2 separate regions of the Mus musculus genome follow, and region 2 is linked to region 1. Evidence: chromatin contacts called from public Micro-C data. All regions are on one chromosome and are shown on one strand. Each heading gives the region's core, a stretch centred on a gene start, on an enhancer-like site or on the middle of the called end of the contact. The rest is flanking DNA. Distances are from core to core; before and after follow the strand shown. Region 1 holds the start of A930033C23Rik (a long non-coding RNA gene). Region 2 holds the start of Ppp2r2c (protein phosphatase 2, regulatory subunit B, gamma).

Region 1 (4,944 bases), core at 1,480-3,979:
GTTCCAATTTTATTTTCACCCAATCTGAGTCTCACCTGGGTTCACTTAAAACTCGGCTTTTAAAAAGCTGTGCATCCTCGCGGCTTAGCTAGAACTTGACCGTTAAAGCTCACATACTTAGCTTTACAACTATTTTGGTCTCAAACAACCCCCTTTTCTCCCCACGCCGCTTTCCGGGGTTTCATCCCTCTCACTCTGGTCACGGTGACCGCACCGGACTCCTCACCCGGGGTCCGGGCGCCTTGGAGGGGGCAAAAGGGCTTAAAGGTCGCGACCTTGCAACACAGTGTGGGGTAGTGCCCTGCGGCCGCCTTTCTGGTCTGGGATCTAGGTCTTCTGTTTCTGGAGCACCGGGGATCTGCGGCGCAGAATGCGGGAAGGAGGCTCGGGGCCCACAGGCGACACTCGCGAAGGGTGGATGGAGAAGGGCTGCATCCGGACCTCCGGGAAGCCCTGGGCTGGAGACCGCTAAACAGACCAAGCACCCGTGGGCTCTGCGTGATCCGGGATTGCAGGGGCACCACCTCTGCGGATCCAGACGCCTGCTAGCCATGGTTCTGCGCTCGCCCTGGAATGTCTCCCTTCCCCGCCCTCCGCCTGCTGGTTCTCTTGGTTCGCCCGGGACACAGCGACGTTATTCTCCCGCTCGACTCTCCCCAGTGGCCGTGATCCTTCTTCTCACGCGTCCTGCCATGCGGGAAGTGACTCCTTCCCTGCGACGGGCGCTCTGGTTTCTTGGTCCTGCCTCCCACTATGGGTCCCGGACTCCGCGCGCTTCGACCCACCGGGCTGCGGACGCGGCTGCATATCCCGCGTCAGCACCTTTCCGCTGGTGCCACGAGGCCCTGTTTCGCCATCAGGTAGGAGTGAGAGACATGGGGGGGGGGGGGTGCGTACTGCGGAGCCCGGGATGAGACGCCGGCCCTCCTCCGACCTTACTGGGCTTAGACGCTCCGGGCAGTCTCAAGGGACCCTGTGGCTCGCAGCCCCGCCCCGCCCCCGCGCCGGGCCCAGCCCCGCCCGGCCCGCGGCGCCCCTCCGATCCCGCCTAGGCCGCTCACCTGGCGTCTCGCAGTCTGCTGCGGTCTGCAGACCCTCCCCTCCGTCCTCACCTCTCGTCTCCTATCCACCTCATCCTGCGTGTCCTTACGCGGGCTAGGTGCCCAGTCACATAGTAAAGGTTCCTTTCCGAGCCGAGGGCATGTAACGGAGGTGGGGACGCCGAGGTCCGGAAGGCATCGGGAATGAGGCGGAGGTACATGAACGCGGGTGCTGGTGGAGTCCAGGCAACGCTCGCCTTGGCCGAGAACAGAAGATGGACCCACCTGATGGGAGGAGCTCAGCCTGGTCCCTGGGCACAGACCTTCCCTAGCACACAGGGGGCAGGGGGAAGCTCACTATGCTCTGTGTCTTTCCTGGATCCCCGTGGCTGGGATGGGGCCCGATACTCCCATCTTAAGACTGCGAGCGCCGAGCCTCGCAGCTGCACAGTGCCCCCACAAAAGACAGGGGTGCTATCCTAGTTGTGTGTTCGAAAAATAATCAGTCCCAGTCTGACTCCAAGGCTCACGCATCCCGTGATCTGGGAGACGGAAGCAATGTTGGGATTTCTTTTCAACTGGGCAAATGAGGGGGCCAGAAGTGGGAGAGCCCACTGTCTCTCAACTCCTTCCAGAGAGTTCTCTACACCAGGGAGTAGATCTGAGGGCCCTACACTGGAATTCATTCGTTTCCTTTTTAAAAGCTTGGAGACAGAAGCTAGAACTCACCCGGAGCCTAGTAGGACTTCCTCAGACCTCCAGGCCGTTCAGACAGCAAACAATGATAAGCAAGCAAGCAGAATGATGCCACGTGCCCTTAGGGCTGACCGAAATTGGTTGTGGAGAAAAGACCTTAATCATTTTCCGGATCCACTTTACCTCCTAAGGGCGGCTGTGAAGAACGGGAGGCTTGCCTCTGAGCATCCCCGCTCCCCAGCAGTGTCCAGGCCCAGTCTTACCTGGTCATTGTATGTACAAGTCCATTGTGGCCCCAAGATATGTCGCAGCCCACACCCCTCCTCTTTTTTCTAGAAGGGAACAATACTTTGGGCCAGCAAGAAGAAGGGCTTTTGGGGGACAGAGAGAATGGAATGGGGACGCTGTTCAAATCTTGAAGAAGCTCATTCTTTTCTGGGGCCTCTATTCACCCACCTTAATATCATGGGACCTACCTGGTGGAGCCATGTGCCCAGGCTCTGATCCAGGGCCTGAGCCTTGCCTTTACTGTGGGATTCGATGTCCCTCGTAGCAACATAGGACTAGTTGGGAGAGCATTGTGCCCCTAAGCCTAGGGTCTTGCGCTCAGAGTGGGCTCTGCATAGGTTTGGGTATCTTAGTATCCAACTCTCTGCCCAAACATGGAGGAGTAGAAGCCACTGTCTGAGGGAATCTAAGGTTCCAAAATGTCCAGCTGAGGAGCCACTGTCACTTCCCCAGGAGCTCTGCCATCCCTCATCCAGTGTCAGAACTCTCTTTCATCTGTTTCTTTAGAACCTCACTCTTGGCTTCGCCCCTTGAGGTCACTGTACCCACCTGATGTTGGCTTCACCCCACCGAGGTCACTGTTCCTACACGACATAAATGGCTCTCGAAGCTTGACAACCACAGCGCCTTTACATCTAGATTTGGATTGAGTTTTCTTTCTGAAATTTCTAAAATCCATTTCCCCCAAATGGGCAGGAGCCTCGCATGCTCGGCGGCAACCCCCACCCCCCCCCCCACCCCAGCGGCCTGGCCGCATTGATCCCACGCCTTACAGCACATCACATTAGCCTAATGGTTTCTCTGATGATTCAACTTCTTTTCCTTAAGAGCCGCCCCTCGGCCCTCCACCCTCCGCCGCGCCGAGGACCTCGCCCCTGGGACCCGCAGCCCGCGGGGAGGCGACGCGCTCCGGAGCCGGCGAGGCGCGCAGGGCGGCGGGATGTAACCGGTGGTCCGCGGGGAACCTGGCGCTCACCTTAGACTAGATCTTCAGAGGCTTCCGGAGTCAGACCCTCGAACCTTCCGACTCAGACCGGAGAAGAGCCAGGCAGCTCCGAAGCACAGCGACCGCTTGGGCCCCTGCCCTGGGACACGGACCCATGCTTCGGCCCTTCTGCCGGGGCAAGCAGGGCCCAGGCAGGCCTCCCCGGCCGCTAGCCAATCGGTTCTGCACGTCCCCATCTGCGCGCAGAGAAGCGGTGTTCGGTATAGAAAATTAAACACACGCGCACACGCGCGAGCGCGCACACACACAGAAGGGGCTTTCCAAATTCAGGCACCCACGGATAGCTGAGTTTTTTTCTTTTTCTTTATCTTTTCTTTAAATGTTGTTGTTGTTGTTGTTTTGTCTCTCTGTGTAGACCAGTCTGGCCTCGAGCTGAGAGAGAGATCCATGTGCCTTTAATCTGTTGAGATTAAAGGTTTGCCACCACCAATCCTGGCTGAGTTTTGTTTTGATTTTGACATATTCTTAGTTTTGCAGGGCTGGCGATGAAATTCAAGGTTTCAAGTAGGCTTCAAGCCTGAGCGTTCACTAACCCGTTCATTGGTTTGTTTGCAAATAGGAAATGTATTGTCGGAGCAGAAAAATTAAAGGTGTGATCAAGCATGCTGGAAGAAAAGCTCTCTTCCGGCCTCCAAGATGAAAACTCACTCCAGACAGACAAGTCTGCTTATTATTATTATTATTATTATTATTATTACTATTATTATGATAAGATCTGCCTTGTAGCTCAGGCTGACTTCCAGCTCCTGGCCCTCTTAACCTCACTCACCTCCTAAATGCTAGCTTTATAGACCCCACCTGAAGTTTACAAGCCCTGAAGTTCTCAAGAGTATGGAATCCACTTGTATAGTGTGGAACCTCTCACCAAATCCTTAAAGGAAAAAAAAAGTTCGTTTTCACTTAGATACAGTAAAGGTTTAAACTGAGAGACACCCCCCCCCAGGCTGGGGGTTTGAGCTTTCCAGGTGGGACTGGCAAATTGTCAGCAAAATAAACACAAATAAAAACCCAGTATGTCCTCACGGCTCCCTGTTCCTCCACCCATTCTGTTTTATCAAAGCTACCAATGCATCCATCATATGTAAAATCTAATGCACATAATGTTAAGTGGTCTGCTTTCACAAAGGGCAGAAAGATCCCGTACCTCTGCGTACCCCAGCAAGTCCTTAGCTTGCACCTTGGCCTCCTCCTACAACCGGGAAGGTACCTGGACCCTCTTTTCCCATCCTGCCTTTTTTCTTTTTACAGTGCTGGGCAATAATCCCAGGGCCCCGGCATACCAGGCAAGCAGGTTCTACCTCCGAGCTCATCCCCAGCCTCTTCTCAACTGCTCTTTTGTCATTCCAGGGTGTCTGTTTGTTTGTTTGTTTTTATGTTTTTAAAGAAATCCATCACCAGCCTATTATTTTTACCTGGAACTCAGCCACATAGTCCCCCACCCCACCCCACCCCCATGCTTGTACTTCATGGCTGGCTGTGAACTTGGCTATTTTCCCACTAATTCCTTCCCTGAATGGGGCGCTTTTCTAGGTTCCTTGTGTATCTGTCCCCAAGCGCTCCAATCGAACGTCAGGGGTTCCCTCAGTCCAGGCGGGCTAGTGACATATTGGCACATATTAGCGCTGTTTCAGGTCCCAACTGCTTCCCGCTCCAGAAACCCTCAAATTCCAGTGTTCTCTCCAGGCAAGCTGTCACTGGGAAGCCGCTTTCCCAGCTCTCTTCTCCAAAGCCCCTACTAGGGCAGCAGGGATGGCCTGTCTGCCAGCCATCCTGTTTCCTAGACTCAGTGACTAAAACACTGCACTCTTAGCTCTCAGCCTTAAGGGGCAAGCAAAGATCTCGACTTGTGGTCCTACCAACCGCACCCAGCCTGCGAGCCCGAGGGATCCTTCACCTGGTGTCTCCACAGGAGGA
Region 2 (4,549 bases), core at 953-3,452, 1.5 Mb after region 1:
AGTCAGGGAGTGTTGTAGTGGACCATCCTTCAAGCTAAGCTCGCCCACCATCAGGAGGCCAGCTTGGCCTGCTCGCTCTCAAAGCATCATCCCTCCAGGGCTGCTTGACTGATGACTTTCCTCCTGGAATGAAGGGTGGGAGAGTTCTAGGACCCTCCCCCGTGTATCCAACTGCCACTCCCAATTGGCTATATTCAATTCTACTCCAGTTTTGTATGGCTTAAAGGGAAGGGGGCTTCTCAGGGAAAGGCTAGAGTATATAGGTAAGGTAGGACTAAGGAATGGGTCTCCACCATCTCTGCTGGGTGCAGACCTTCCAGTGTGGTTGCTTTAAGGTCATCCATACCCCTCACTCGTTGCTCGACGAGCAAGCCTAATACATGCAATGGTTCTCGGGTGAACGTTGGTGGACTCCAGCTTTTTGTCATTGGGTCCTTGTGGGGTAGGATGGGAATGTTGCCTAATCCCCCCAGGGCAAAAATTCTCCCAGCACTGAGCCAGTGCTGGTGAGCCCTGAGGAAAATAGGATATTGCAGGTGCAGAAGGGCTGATGACAGCTTGCAATCCATGGGATCTGGGATCCTCAGCACAGCTCAGAGCCACGACTGCGGCATTCGGTCACGGCAGGCTGTCTTCTGTGTGGTCCAGGGCATTCAGGCAAGTAAAGGTAGCCAGACAGACAAGAGCATGGATGTGGGTATCCCTTCAAGACCAGGGATGGGACACAGGGAGGGTGCTGCTCATCAGATAGTAAGAGGAGGAGAGGCTGCAGAGGGGCATGCTGGGTAAGGATGTGAGGTGGGTAAGCAGAGCAGGTGTTAGGAAGGGAGAACGTGCCAGGGCAGGGGGAGACCATGTAGTTGCCATTCACCTTCCCTTGGGGAGTGAGCTTGTTTGGGTGTTTTGTCCCTGAATCTAAACCCAGGTAGGGAAGTAGGTAATGGTGGCCTGCTCCGTGATAGAGAAGTCCAGGCTGGGGCAAGCTCCAGATCTCAGGGGGTTTAGCCTTCCTCTGCTCCCTCCCCAGACTCCCTGCAGGACTCTGGGGTTACTTGCTACTCCTTGCAGTCCTCAGTAGGCCTTTCTGTGGAATCAGCCCTAGCTCTGGAAGCCCTCATTCTCCAGCAGGAAACCAGAGTCCCTTTAACCCACCCTCTCCCTTCCAACATCCTCTGGACTGTACTGGGGAGGTGCCTGGGGCCCCCAAGGCTAGCTCTGAAGTGGGAGCAGCCTCGGTACCCCCTCTCCCCAAGCTGTGCCTAACGCCTTGAATTCTGGGCTACTCTCCCTGCTTACCTCATTGCCTAGCCTCTCCCAAAGGAGGCTGAAGCTGCACTCCTGTCGCTGCAGAACGTTCTGAGAACCCAGGAAGGTGGAGGATCAACACTCCCAAGGCCCATGCTCCAAACTCCTCAAGGTAGGAGTCAGTAGAAGGGGGTGGCTGCTTGGTTAAAGAGGTGAGCACACCCCGCTCCCGCTGCAGCTGCCCCGCCTCCCTCTGCCTGGCTCATGTGGGATGCTGGAAGTACCTGGATGAGTATGGGAGGAAGGGAGGAAAAGGGGGAGGAACAGAAGAAGGAAGCAAGGAGATATGTACTGAAAAGGAAGAAAAGGGAGGGGGAGCAAGGAAGTACTGAAAGGTGAGGGAGGGAAGGAAGAGGAAAAGGGAGAGGAAGAAAGGAGAACTAGAAGGGAGGAAGATGAGAGGCAGGGAGGAAGCCCTTCCTTGGCAGAGAGGCTCTAAGGAGCAAACACAGCCAAACAGCCTCTGTGCTCCCATACAGGTGCCTGAATAGAAACGTGGACAGGACAGAGGGTAACTCACCCCCAGACGAATTATCCAGCTCTGCCTTATGGGGTGCTGACCTTCTGTCCCCAAAGGCGTTCTGGGTGGGGCGCCCTCCCTCTGCCCCCGCAATTGTCAGAAAAACCCCGTCTTTTCCTTAATAAAGGGCCGCGATATCCTCGCGCTCCCGACACCCCTAAGTCTCTCCTCCAACCGCCTTGTCCCTTATTGCAACACCTGGCCACCAAGGTGGCCTCAACTCTAGATAGGTGTCCCTGGTTCCGGAGGTGACCGCTGTGGCGGGGCTCGGCTCATCAGCTCCACCTGCGCGGTGGCTGCACGGCCGGGGGCGGAGAGGCGTGCAGCGGAGGGAGGGGCCTGCGACACGGCCCCGCCACGGCGCAGCCCGGCTCAGCGCCGCGCGCGTCCCCTCGCCGCCGCCACCGCCAGGCGCCCGGACGCAGCGCGAACGGAGCGGCCGGGATGCGCGCCCGAGCCCCGGCCCGCCCCACGCTGCGGCCGCCGCCTGCCCGCCTTACGCTCGCCTGAGCGCGGCGCCCGCCCGCCCATCCCCGACCACCCGACCGCGATGCCCGCCCTCCCGGGCCCCGGCGGCCCGAGACCCTGCTAGGCTGCGGCGGCATGGCCCGCGCGCCCGGCGCGACCTCTGTGGATTGCATCGGTGTGCGGCGGCGGGGCATGCCCAGGGCACCGGGCGCGGCCTTCAATGGGCGAGGACACGGACACGCGGAAAATTAACCACAGCTTCCTGCGGGACCACAGCTATGTGACAGAAGGTAACGTACGTGTTGTCTGAGACCCCCTCCGGCCGGCCGCGGCGTGGGGATGCCGTCGCACCGAATGCCCTCCGAAGGTTTGGACCGCGCGCTGTGTGTCGTGTCCCCCCCCACCCCCACCCCGACCCCGGGCCGGGAGGGAGGGAACCCGGGGGCTTCGGCCGCTGCCCAGCGCCCTCCTCCGTGCTGCCCTCGGGACCGCATCTGTCCTTCCCCCGCCGGGTGGCATTGGATCGGGCCCTGACTATCATTTACAAAGCCCAAGGCTGCAGCAGATCTGGCGTGGAAATCTCCAGGACCTGGAAAGGCTTAAAAATCCTTCATTTGCCCTTTCAGCGGGGCCAAAGCTCGCAGAAATTTCTAGATTGCCCACTCCCTGGAGAGGGACCCAGGAGGGAAAAATTCCATTGCCAGATCCTCTAGGGTTCAGCTGCCCTGGCACCTCCCTGGCCTCCTGAGGCAGTTCCCCTGCGTGGGAGGGGGAAGGAGGCTCGTAGGAGCTACTGTTTTATTCCTAGGTAGTGCTACTCAGACAGGAGCTGGGCCAGACCTTCATGGTTTTCCGGAAAAGTGGGGCATCCTACCTCAAACAGGTTCTGCGTTTAAAACCCCCTAAGTTGGCCCTGTGCGTCAGCCCCCACCAAAGGCTGGTGGGATTCAGAGGATCAGTGTCCTTTGCTAATGTGACGGTAACTTCCGGAGTCCCCAGGCCCTGACTGGCCACAGGAACGGTGGGGACAGCTCCAGAGCTCAGCCAGGGGCCGCAGAAGTGAATAGGCTGCAGTGAGGGAGTACCAGACCTAGCCACAGTAGCCCGCCTGCACACGGGTGCTGGTGAGCTTCCCGGGCAGCGTAGGCGCCTCTTTCCCGGGGCTGTGGGCCTAGTTGGGAGGGTGTCCATGGTTTAAGCAGGTGGCTGACCCGGTGGGAGGGGCCCTGGCGCTGAGTCCCGGGGGCTGGCGCGCGTGGGTGCCTGCTCCAAGGATCCTGCGTGGGCATGGCCTCCCCAGTGCCGAGCTCCGCCGGAAATGAGGCGGGCGCGGCGACTCCCGGCGGGCGCGCGGACCCCGGAGGCAGAGGCTAGGTGTGCGACCCGGGCGTGCGGATGCTGATGCTGAGAGCTGGGCTCCGCGCGCCGAGGAGAACCGCTGAGTCACGCGTTGCCGCGGGGTGTGCGGGGAGAGGGGGCAGGGCTGCCAGGCCCGGACTGGGTGGCGGCGCTGCCCTAACGGGGCTTTGGGAGGCTCCTGGCGCAGAACTCAGCCCTTTGTCGCCCGCTAGGTGATGCGGAGGAGGGTCGCGCTTCGTGAAGATGATTATCTGCTCACAGCCTGCCTAACCGAGAAAGCAGCCTGCGTGGCTGGTCCGCAGATGGGCTTCTTGGCAGGGAGTCGTGTGCAGGGCTAGTGTTGCTCTGGCTTTCCTGGGGAAAGCCTCAGTTTCCTCATCTGCACACTGGGAACGATCCAGCGGGCCTCAGAGCTTTTGTGTACCAATCACAAAACGCATGGTGCCCACCACACGGGGACAGCGCAAAGTATTGCTCCCATCCGGTATCCTACTTCCTCTTCTTTAATAAACCCACCTCAGCAAGGTTCGCTGGAGGACGTACCTTCATGGTTCCGTGGCCGCTACTGCCATCCGCTGAACTTTCGGATTCCAACGCTCGAGTTGGATGGAGGTCCCTTGCCCTATTCATCCTGTGTTATAGCAACGAGCCCTGTGACCTGTGGGAAAGCCTGTTTTCATATGCCTCAGTTTTCCTATTTGTACAATGGGAGTAAACAAACTCTGAGAAATCAAGGAAGGGCCACCTTCGATCTGTAGAGGTGATTGAAATGTGTTGAGCACCTACTGTGCCCTAGCGTTTCACATAGGGCCTGGTGGAAAAGTCTCACCATGAGCCCTGGGCAGTGAGCAGTGTGTGTAGGACCCATGACTCAGATACCCCTACCATTCAGGGATG

The links. A called contact is a pair of places that touch in the nucleus more often than the background predicts.
Region 2: a Micro-C map of embryonic stem cells shows a contact between it and region 1, with 4 times the contacts expected there. The contact joins the promoter of Ppp2r2c here to the promoter of A930033C23Rik in region 1. A contact is called at or near these places in 1 of 39 promoter capture datasets (embryonic stem cells), 4 of 484 Hi-C or Micro-C datasets (all in embryonic stem cells) and 1 of 115 datasets of contacts at active chromatin or transcription factors (embryonic stem cells).

The regions. Positions count from the first base shown.
Region 1 is chr5:35,396,826-35,401,769 of GRCm38.p6, forward strand. A930033C23Rik (a long non-coding RNA gene) reads right to left here and starts at 2,730. Exons shown (of 3, transcript XR_003955880.1): 1 at 2,000-2,730; 2 at 1,062-1,863; 3 at 1-845. It also overlaps a transcript of Hmx1 not described here.
Region 2 is chr5:36,866,308-36,870,856 of GRCm38.p6, forward strand. It overlaps Ppp2r2c (protein phosphatase 2, regulatory subunit B, gamma), which reads left to right and starts at 2,203. Exons shown (of 9, transcript NM_172994.3): 1 at 2,203-2,583. The coding sequence starts at 2,514. Gm52812 (a long non-coding RNA gene) reads right to left here and starts at 1,546. Exons shown (of 2, transcript XR_003955898.1): 1 at 1,297-1,546; 2 at 1-123.